Regions from separate parts of the Hordeum vulgare genome. Here region 1 is linked to region 2. A link is a contact called in public Hi-C data. All regions are on one chromosome and are shown on one strand. The core of a region is the stretch at or near the end of the contact, and the rest is flanking DNA. Distances in the headings are between cores, read along the strand shown.

Region 1 (5,794 bases), core at 556-3,055, 780 kb before region 2:
GGCTAATACTAAATTCAAGTCCATACTTGGAAGAAGAGGTTGCATACTCCAGCTCGTTGAACTCATGGCAGGGCATTAATTCTATACAATTAACTCCAAGCTCCTGTAGAGGGAATAGTCTTAATGACCGGTCATAAAATAAAATAAAGTAGCAGTCACTAAACTAGCTTACGTAAATAATATAGAATTCATAAACAGATCTGGTAAAACATATTTAGTTATGATTACAGAATCAGGTATTATACAGAATCCAAAATAAGATGTGCGTGAGCATCTTCTCGATAATGAGCATGTAACTGCTATAGTATGCAATAGTTTTTGTAATCACCCAAATTCTGGATATATGTAGCTTTCTATAAAAATTATCTTATGTAGTCAGCAAGTACAGCTGTACCTTCAAATAGTCAAGCTTCGACACAGCCCCAATGAAAGTACCCGGATGTTCTACATTGCTTGAATCATGCTTCGTGAATCCACGCAAGTGCATCTCATATATTACAAGGTCCTTTTGAGGATATCTTAGAGGTAGGTCGCCTTCCCAATCAAACTGCAGATGCAAACCTTTTTACTGCATGTCCAATTAAACGACTAAGATAATAGCAACAAATAGTAGATGCAATTTCACTTCGCTTCCATTTGCAAACATAACATAAAAAATATGATTCAAGGACCTTTAACAACAGAGAATTACAAGTTTTTCGTCAAAGTCAGCAAACAACTACAAATGTATAATGAGACTGTCTCGGGCATTGTAGTACAAGTGGAAGACAGGAGAAAAGTGCGAGAAAAGAACAAACGCAACCGATATTTTTCAGCAATCGGGCATACCGTGCTATATGGAAGAGGGATCATGCCAGCCATCTGAGGCCAGCAATTGTTACCATGCGCCGGAACACCATACTCCTCCCGGCTTATCACTGCCTAGAGCAACACAAAAGACAGCAAATAAGCGTCCACGTAACAATTTTTACTGTAGATACAAAGATGCAGGTAAAAAATGTATCATCACCTTAGCATAAGGATCCACCACAACATTGGAAACATCAAAGTAGTGCCCGCAGTGAGGAGCGAAGGTGCCGTCGAACCTGTACCCATAAAGCATGCCGTGCAGCTCGCCTTCGAGGAAGACATGCCACACGTCCCCAGTCCGATTCATCAGGGGGTCAAGGGGAACCTCCTCGCTCACCCTATCCTGCAGCATTTCACCCGATACAAAACTCACATCGCAGGCCAAAAAAGGGGGCGCGCGGCGCACGCGAAGCTGATGAACTCTACTCGGGAAGCAAGCCCACCGCCTTGAGATCTTCTGGCGTGAAGAGGCAGAGCGCAGCGGCGGTGGCTCCGCCTGAGTAGACGGCGAAATTGACCCCGCCGGCGAGCGCGGTGGCGCCCAGCGGCGCGGGCATTCCGGCGAGCACCCTGCACGCGCCTCCGAGCGCATACCTGTCCTCAGCCACCGGCTCCTCCTCCTCGTCCTCCTCCTCCTCGGCCTTCGTCGCCGCCTCGACGGCCGCGGCGCAGACCTCGCCGACCCCCTTCCCCGCCGTCGCATTGGGCCGCCATCGTCGCAGGCGCGGCGCCGGCCCCGGCCGCCACGCGCGCGCGGCGAGGAACGGGCGCGCGCAGAGGCAGGGCGCCTCGGCCATGGCCATCATCTTCATGCCGGGAACCCCGAACGATCGGTGATTAGTTTTGGGGAGGAGCGGCGAGGTGGGATTATTTATCGGGGGATCCGCGCGCGCCTCGTGTTGGTTCTTCGTGTGGAGTGTGACTCGAGTGCGTGTGTGATAGTGTGATACTGCGGTGATTGAGTGAGGAGGGGGGAGGGATGGAACGATCGACCGCACCGTCCGTCCGGGCGTGCGCCGTGCGCGCGCTCTCGCTTTGCTGACTGTGCCGGGCGTGTCGCGTTGCGGCTCTCGCCGTCCATTTGGACCGGCCGCTGCGGGTGCCGTTCCGTGCTAGCTGGGGGGTGGGTCCGCTGGCACGGGCTTTCCGTGAGGCCCGGTTGCAGGCAGAGCAAGATCCCATAGGTAGAACCGTGGGAGAAGGGCTTTCTCATTTCTATTCGAAAAAAGATTGAGCCTTTCTCATACCTGAAATCATCTTTCAATAAATGATGAAACGTGGAAGTCACTGGTTAGCGAGCGCTTCTTCGGAAGATTCGGAGCGAGCACTCGGGCGTGTTCTCAGTTGCCGCCACATGTCGCGCTGTGAACGCTTCCTTCAGATTTCATTTTCTTTATTTTTTCGCACGCGGTTTCGGTTTTCTAGATTATTATTTTATTATTATTTTTTGGTATTTCGGTTTTCCATCGGTCTTTCTTAGTTTTTTTCGGAAAAAAATAAAATATTTTTTTGCAAAAAAAAATGTGTTTTCTGTTTTTTTGCGAGAGATACGGTTTTGCTTTCGTAAGAGACAGGTTTTGCCTTCGCACGAAAAAACGCGTTTTTTGCGAGAGACCCGGTTTTGCTTTCGCGAGAAACACAGTTTTGCTTCCACGAGGGGAACGATTTTGCCTTCGTGAGAGGCACGGCCGAGCCTCTCAGAAAGGAAAAAAATAATGCATTTTCTGTTTTTTTTCATGAGAGGCATGGTTTTGTTTTCACGAGAGGCACCCGTGCCTCTCGAAAAGGGAAAATAACTTTTTTTTTCGCGAGATGCATGGTTTTATTTTTACGAGAAGCACGATTTTGCCTTCATGAGAGGCACGGCAGTGCCTGTCGGAAAGGAAAAGAACGTGTTTTCTGGGTTTTTTTTCTATGGCGAGAGGAACGGTTTTTTGTCTGGTTTTTTTCGTGAAAAAAGTTCATCAGAACCTATCAACATGGTATCTAGTTTTGAAGATCTCAACACGAGAAATTCAACGATGAAAACGTTTCGAGATTTTGATGCACGGTTTAGGAGATAAAACGTTTTAAAAATATGAATCTACGAAAAAAATAAAACTCTCACGTTACGACAAGTGGCACGCATGCAGTACACCACTTGTCGCAACTTAGGCCCTGTTTGGAACCATAATAGATTATGATAATTTGAGTTATGAAGATAGATTATATAATCTGGTTTATAAAAATAATTTAGGTGGACATGTTTGGAGGCTAGATTATGTAAACTGTAATTCAGGTCTTTCATTGCATAATGACATGTCTGTCCTTTGTTTTTTTTTAAAGGAAGGCGACGGTGGCAGAAATTTAATTATCTTCAACTTTACAAGGGTAATGAGTCATTAGCAATCCAAAATCTGATTTTAGCTGGGGTAGAATAGATTGTGAGTTTTTAATAATTTGTCCATCTAGTTTCTATAATCTACACCATAATTTGTCATGTTTGGAGACAAAATAGATTATAAAAACTAGATTATATAATCTGAATGGTTCCAAACAAGGCCTTAGGAAGGTGAAAGTGATCTTTAAAAGAAGTACTCCCTAATTAGTGATTTCGTGGAACATGGTTTGTATGATGATATCAAAACTCCTTACTAACCGCTGAAAGATTGAGCCTTTCTCATAGCTGAAAGCATCTTTAAAGCATGTAACTCCTTACTAACCGCTGAAAGATTGAGCCTTTCTCATAGCTGAAAGCATCTTTAAAGCATGTAACTCCTTACTAACCGCTGAAAGATTGAGCCTTTCTCATAGCTGAAAGCACCTTTAAAGCATGTAACTCCTTACTAACTCTTATTACGACAACTTTCTAGTATTTTTGGAGTCATACCATATGATAAAGGAAAAAAATAAGGAGAAGCTTGATATGCACAAGCCTTATGATATTGTTGAGTGGAGCTTTTTAGAGATGATCCTGTCACACATGGGGTTTACGACAAATTGGATGGCCCTAATTACGAATGTGTAAATCCGATGGAATACTATGTACGGATGAATAATGTGTTAACTGGTTATTTTGCTCCTTTCAGATGAGTCAGACATGGGATCATCTATCGCCACAAGTGTCCGCTCGGAGTAAATGTGTGTTGAAACGCCCACTCGATCTCACACCTACTATTAGTGGATGACTCGTTAATCCTCATGCGAACATATACCACCGATGCAACCAGTCTCTAAAGAGTCCTTGATGATTATTATGTGTCTTCAAGACAACTGGTGAGTGAGGACAAATCTAGCATTTTTCTGAGCTCATGTACCCCTATTGATACTAGGGTCGAGGTGTGCACCTCTCTAAATATCATGGAAGAGGCGAATCACATACAAATATTTAGGGCTCCCCCCCCCCCCGATGTGGGAGTTGAAAGATCTGGTTGTCCGAGTTGACAGATCTTCCTCCTAGTTATTTGGGAGTTGTGGAACAATCACAATTCTATTGTATTTGATGGAGCATCACCTGATATCAATTTGTGTCATGTGTAGGATAACGACAGAAGGAAGGGTGTGGGCCATTGTAGGACTAATCAAGGAACACATAAACCCTTTTCTTGGTAGGGTTAGGAGGTAGTGAGTAGTGAGGACTAGCTTGTATGTCTAGGTGGATTGGACTATTTGTAAACTTTTGTGAAGATGTCTTTGCTTTTCTTCTACAATATATGATATGCACATTCGTGCATATTTGAGGAAAAAGTTATGCACCTTTCCGCGTGAGGATGCTTATTACCTGATGAAAGGATCCACATCTAGCATCAACTTCCTTCTCGATGTTCAGTTCACATCCTTGGATTCACGATTGTGCTTATTATCTAAGTTAATCCATATTTTTAGACAAGGAAAATATATTAATATCATGAAGATGTCAATTACACCCGGCCTCTGTACCAATAAGATGCCCAAAGAAATCAAGGATACACACAACCAAAAATTAAAATAAAAGGAACAAAAGAAAGAGAAAGACCCCGACACGGTGAACAATCACTAGAGAACTCTAACCACCACCAAAGACAACACCCGGAATACAAGAAATTCTCCAAAAGCAACGCCTCCAAGAATAAAACAATGCACAAGCATTATTGTTGCCCGATCAAATATCTTGGGTTTTCACCCCGGAGAAAGTCCGAGTTCACCCAAAAATAATGGCTTCAGCAAGGCCATTGCTGGGTACAACCAATAAAGGCCAGACCTTGGGTTTTCACCCTCGGAATTGAGACTCGGTACTCGAGGAACACCACCAAATATGTGGTTCTCTAGTGCTGCCGCCCAGCTTGCCGAGGTTGCAGAAGCAAGTCACCATACACCTGGCGCACAATCTTCATCGCATCCAATATACCATTCCACCGAAAATTTAAGACCTCCAACCACAGCCGCCATGACTTTCCCCACCTCTATCGATCCATTGGGAATCTTGACTTAGACATGTCCCATAACACCAATAAGACAGTGAAGCTTTGCTTCACACCCTCTTAAGGTCATGTTGGCTGATAATATGAGTGCATGATACCATGGACTTTTCTATCTAGATATCGAGGGACGACATATGTCAATCCATATAGATCTCTGATAAGAAAGACCAGAACTCCTCAACGACTAGTTCCAAGAGGTCAACATCCGACAGAAAGATGACTTGACGTAAGAAGAGTGTTAGGGCCATGATCCGGTATAACCAGATCGGGCAAGCCATCACCATGGACGGGAGCTCCATCCTGACCTAGCCCACCGCTGGATGGGCCCTCGCCTGAGACTCGTGTAATGGTGAGAGAAGGCCAGGACGCCGGCTAGAAGGAGTCCCGCTAGCCGTCGGCGTGCCTTGCAAATCCTGCCATGGCTCATATCCAGTGGAGCTGGCTGGAGCCAGACGTGACCGCCACCGCTCGGTGTCGCCCCCCGCGGGCCAACCCGCTGCCAACAC
Region 2 (5,190 bases), core at 185-2,684:
TGGTCCAAAATCCAATTTGAAACAAAATGATCGTCTAATGCCAAAGTCAATCTCACTCAGTCGTTTACTCATGGCGTGAGTTCACTAGTATGAATCGAAGCCTCCAACAATCCATCCTAACCTCGAGGTCCACCTTACATAGATTATGTCGTGCTCCATCGAGGCGACTATATCTATTAAAAACATTGTCGTAACACCCACCCTTGCTAACTTACTAACTATCGGAGTACTAACGATAGCCATTTTGAAAGTTGTTTCTTTAACAACAAGACTGGCGTCGGCTATTGAGAATCCTTAACATCATCTGAATCTGCGATCGACGAAGCTAGATGGCCCCACCGACACGAGCCTCACATGAGGTCGATGCACCCATCAAGAAAAGAGCCATAGCGACATGGTTATTAAAAAGGAAGGACACCACTTCAAGAGGCTGAGAACGGAGGGCACACTATCCAACAAGATGGAACACCAGGAGCTAGCCTTGTCAACTCTCTTGCAACCATCCTCGCAGAAGTGAATCTTGGAGGGTGTTGCCATCACAACTTGCACCACTGTCCGACCCATCGCAGCCCTAAGGTCTCCAACACCACCCTCGAGTTCGAGAGAGGGTTTCAAGGAGTTGAATACAACTCACAGACTATGGCCATACAACCCCGCACGAGGCCATTCTAACATAGGACTAGGTCGCGCTTCGTCAAGGTGACTGGACCTATTGAAATAACATCGCTATGTTACTCTTGTCAAATGTACGATAACCTTTGCTATACCCCATAGCCGAAAGTTATTTCTGTAACAACAACATTTTGGCAAAAATCATTAAATGCAACATGTATCTTAAAGCAGTGAACGACGATGTATAAATGCATGGGATATTAAATGCAATTCTTAGATGCATGACAGAAAAATCACTCTTTGTTTTGGGGCATCCTTGGTTCAAAGGATTCCTCGAGGAATTTTTGACACTCCAATCATTTGAGTGCCTTTCTATAGGGGTTGTTTGATTTATAGGATTGCAATTCATAAAAATTATTCTTCATTATTCATATGTAATACTTCGTTCGATTACAAATATAAGATCTTCTAACATTCTTATGAATCGGATGTATATAGATACGTTTTAGGATGTTTGTTTAAAGCGACCCACTTGTTTTTAGAACAAGTGTCACACATGGCATAAACACATGGCAACTCCGAACGTTTTTATGACAAATTTAATGACACGAGGATGATAACTTTAATAATAACTTTAGTTGTAGAAAAACGTTAGGGCCGAAGTGCTTTGTGATACAGTGTGGTACTTATCATTTGAGTTTTTTTTATGAAGAGAAAGTAGGATAGACCTCTATTCTCGGGGAGATTGTAAAATGGGCCATAATTGTTTTTCCGCCCAAGGTAAAAGGCCCGAACGGAGGCAGCTCGGTATACGCCGTACTTTCCAGCCCCGTACGCCCTATACAGCGCCCAACGCGGAGGCAGCCACCAAACCAGTATCGACAAGACGTCAAAACCCTAGACCGGCGACGCGTTCCCCTCTCTCGCCGCCGGATTCCCCTCCGCCCGCGCGTCTCGCGGACGTCTTCGCGCTCTCCGGCTGCTATCCCCGGTTCGCTCACCACCAACAATGTCTTCTCAGGTGAGTCCACTTCGTCTTCCCAGATCGAATTGTGAGCTCGCTCGAATTGCCCTCGACGTCCGCCCGCCGCGGGGGTGAAACCCCGACGCCGCGGCACCAAGTCCTTCGCCGCGCTCATACCTCCTTTGCGTTTGCAGATGGATAACCGCATCCAATCGGCTGGAAAGCGCGCGCGCACAGACGGTAGGTTGCTCAAGCTGTTCCGTTCATCTATTTCCTCCCCGCTCTATGAGCTGTGCCTGAGACGATTTGCCTGCTTTGCACGAGCGACGTTCAGGTAGCCGGCGCGAGGACGACTGGATTTGCCCCAGCTGCAACAACGTCAACTTCGCGTTCCGCACCACCTGCAACATGCGCAACTGCGACCAGTCAAGGCCCGCGGATCACACGGTACTCTCGGCTCCTGCTTGCTGTTGTCGACTCAATCATCCGTTGGCTTGGATGCGTACCTGTTATGTGCTGGGTGTTTTGCATTTACCTAGTGCGGCTGTTGCTTTTTTGCCTACAAGGCTATGCAGACTCCGCCCCACTACTCGGTGCCGGGGCGTTACATGCCGCCGGGGACGCCTCCGTCCATGTACCTCACTGGGGCTCCTCCCCCGTATGGCTCCTCCCTCTATAACGGGCATCCCATGCCACGCTATGGCATTCCTCAGCTCCCTCCAGGTTCTGGATATCCCTATGGCTATGGCGGGCGAGTCCCGATGGGGAGCCCCTATGGGCCAATGCATATGGCGGCGCCACCACCGTATTCTAGTGGTTCTATGATTGGTGCAGGTAAGATGGCTATGATATGTCTGTTACTTTTTGATAGCGCTACTTTGTTGTGTGGTTAGCTGTTCAAATGCAATAAGCAATATCTGATATGTAAATAATATGCAACCCTTCATTTGTCTGAACTTGCTTGCCAGGAATGCTAGTAGAATGTCCAATTTATTTCTATACAATACTATCTATTATTGTACTGTGCAACATGTGTCTGTAATGGATGAATTACTTGTTGATTTCTTGATTTTTGATTTGAGGCAGTTGTCTCTCTGATGCTTGTTGAATAGAAGGTGTTTTTAGATCTGACCCAAATGTTGTCACACTGTTTCTTACATTTGTTTTTGAATTTCATTTCCCTGTAAATAGGTGGAATGTACAGCATCAGCATGCCCATGGATAGATATGGCTTGGGCTCACCTGGTGGTCCTGGTGCAATGGTAATTACTCCTTTACATATTAGTATGAATTACATTGCCACAATTGGTTGCTGCTACCTTTTGTGCCTTCTATTTATGTTGTGTGGGAAGGTTATTTCTCATTATTCTTGCTGTTTTGATGTGATTCACCATGCTAAGCAATCTACATGTCGTTTATTTATTTCTTGTAGGGCGCAAGGGCTGGTTCCTATTCTGACGAAGGCTTGCAGAAGAAATCTGCTGGTATAAATTTTCATTGTTCTTTTCACCGGTCAATCAATTTTGTTGGCACTCAGATTAATTCTCTGCCTCTTCTCTTGAACTATTTTAGGAGCTGGGCGTGATAATGATTGGAAGTGCCCTAATTGTAACAACATTAACTTTGCCTTTCGGACAGTTTGTAACATGAGAAAATGCAACACACCAAGACCTGACACCCAGGTTTGGCACGGTTCCTTCGCATTGAGATTTAAGTTCATATGTTATACTCCCTCTGTTTCTAAATATAAGTCTTTTTAGGGGTTTCTCTACGGACTACATACGGATGTATATAGACACATTTTAGAGTGTAGATTCACTCATTTTACTCCGTATGTAGTCACTAGTGGAATCTCTACGAAGACTTATATTTAGGAACGGAGGGAGTATTACTAACCAAGCCAACCTCATAATTGTGCTTTGAAGTTGGCATTGCTGCCGCAGTCCACAAGCTTAGTCATCTGTCTGAAGTATACGTGATGTGTAAAGCTGTTAAGTGAGATGATGTTCTATGTGATTCAACCAAATTTGCGTATTTGCTATTTATCTGTTGATCAGTGTATATGCATACTTGGACTTTTCTTGGGCATTATAGCTTCACTAGTTGTTTGATAACCATTTTTTTTCTTCTAAAAAGGTATTTATTAAATTCTTATCTGCTGTGCAAATTTGAAACTGAAATCCCTATGCATTACAACATACACATGCTCTGTCACGAACCAAACCAAGAACGGTTGTTCATTCACCTGGCAATGGGCATCAAGTCCATGTCAAGCTGTTACACCATTGCATTAGTGCTAATGTGGAGCATGATCAATTATTTTGAAGTGATTAGTGTATTTGGTTTTTTTTTTCCTTATGTTCTTGTTAATGTTGGAATGGCTATGTACTCATCATTTTTAGCTTCTTTTCCTGTTTCTAGAGCTAAATTGTTATGATTACTGTACTGATAACCTACATATTAACTCTTTCTGCAGGGATCCAAACCTGACAGTTCAAGAGCTTCAAGTAAGTTTTTGTGTTTAACATTATATACATGCTAGCCCCCCCCCCCCCCCCCCCCATCCCCCCCATATTAAAGTATTTTGCTTGTCTTGTTATCAGTAAATATTGAGCAACCCCTTGTCAAGATGTCTCTAAGCTTTGCTCTAGTTTATTAGATACGATTGAAACACTATTCAGTTATATATCTCTAACTTTGCACATGACAGAACCAAAGACTCCAGAGGGTAGTTGGAAGTGTGAAAAGTGCAATAACATAAACTATCCTTTCCGGACAAAATGCAACCGTCCAAGTTGTGGGGAAGAAAAGCCATTGCAGGCAAACAGTCCTGATGATCTGGCTACAGACCAGGACAATCAGGTATGTGATTCAGAACCTCCAGTATGGTCCTTGTTGTTTTCCGTGCCTTATAGAAAACCAAAAGCTGTGTGCCTTAAATATTCTATTCAATAGTTCCTTTCATTATTTGCCTGTCTCAATGTTCTCTTGTGCATGGCTTATATATCGTGTCCTTACTGTTACAGTGAGTCCTAGAACAGTAATGAGGGTCAAGAAGGTTCAGCGTCGTCGTCAAGTTTCAGTCTGAATGTCTGGGGTCCATCTGTGTCCGTAGTCGCTGCTGTCGTTTCAAGTTTCTTCCCCTTGGGACCATAGTTGAGTCACAGCCTAATGGTAAACGTTGTGAAGTTGGCAACTGGAGTCATGGCTTTTCATATCTCTACAGATTTTGATCAAGATATCCCATTTGTTAATATCCTCCTGAAATTTTATTTGCTTGTCGTGTACACTGGACTCAGGGGAAATTGCTATTTGTTATAATGGATTCTAGCTATATATGTGTCTTAGATGTCTTTCATCTACAGTGAAGTATTACATAGACTCCATGATTTTGTCTTGATTGTTTTTTTCCAAGTTATGTTTGTGGTCTTCAGTTTTAACTCATGTCCAGTTCTTTATTTTTGTTGTTGCTGTTAATGTCTATAATGGCTTGATAATGGTGGCTTATTTTTTATGAAAAAATCTAATAGATGTTTATGATAGATACTTTCAAGGTGGGATCCCCCCTTCCATTCAAAGTTTAGTTTACTTCGTAAGTTATGTTTAGGAGCCTT

Evidence for each region. Hi-C and Micro-C count contacts between places; a contact is called where the count stands out from the background.
Region 1: a contact with region 2 is called in a Hi-C map of seedling, with 7 times the contacts expected there. The contact joins the promoter of LOC123407337 here to the promoter of LOC123407326 in region 2. A contact is called at or near these places in 3 of 6 Hi-C or Micro-C datasets (leaf and seedling).

The regions. Positions count from the first base shown.
Region 1 is chr7H:185,464,478-185,470,271 of MorexV3_pseudomolecules_assembly, reverse strand. LOC123407337 (isoamylase 1, chloroplastic) reads right to left here and starts at 1,805. Exons shown (of 18, transcript XM_045100450.1): 1 at 1,293-1,805; 2 at 1,010-1,192; 3 at 829-921; 4 at 395-547; 5 at 27-103. The coding sequence starts at 1,661.
Region 2 is chr7H:184,688,227-184,693,416 of MorexV3_pseudomolecules_assembly, reverse strand. It overlaps LOC123407326 (ranBP2-type zinc finger protein At1g67325), which reads left to right and starts at 1,434. Exons shown (of 10, transcript XM_045100436.1): 1 at 1,434-1,633; 2 at 1,771-1,816; 3 at 1,911-2,023; 4 at 2,143-2,410; 5 at 2,768-2,838; 6 at 3,009-3,060; 7 at 3,149-3,258; 8 at 4,053-4,083; 9 at 4,287-4,438. The coding sequence starts at 1,622.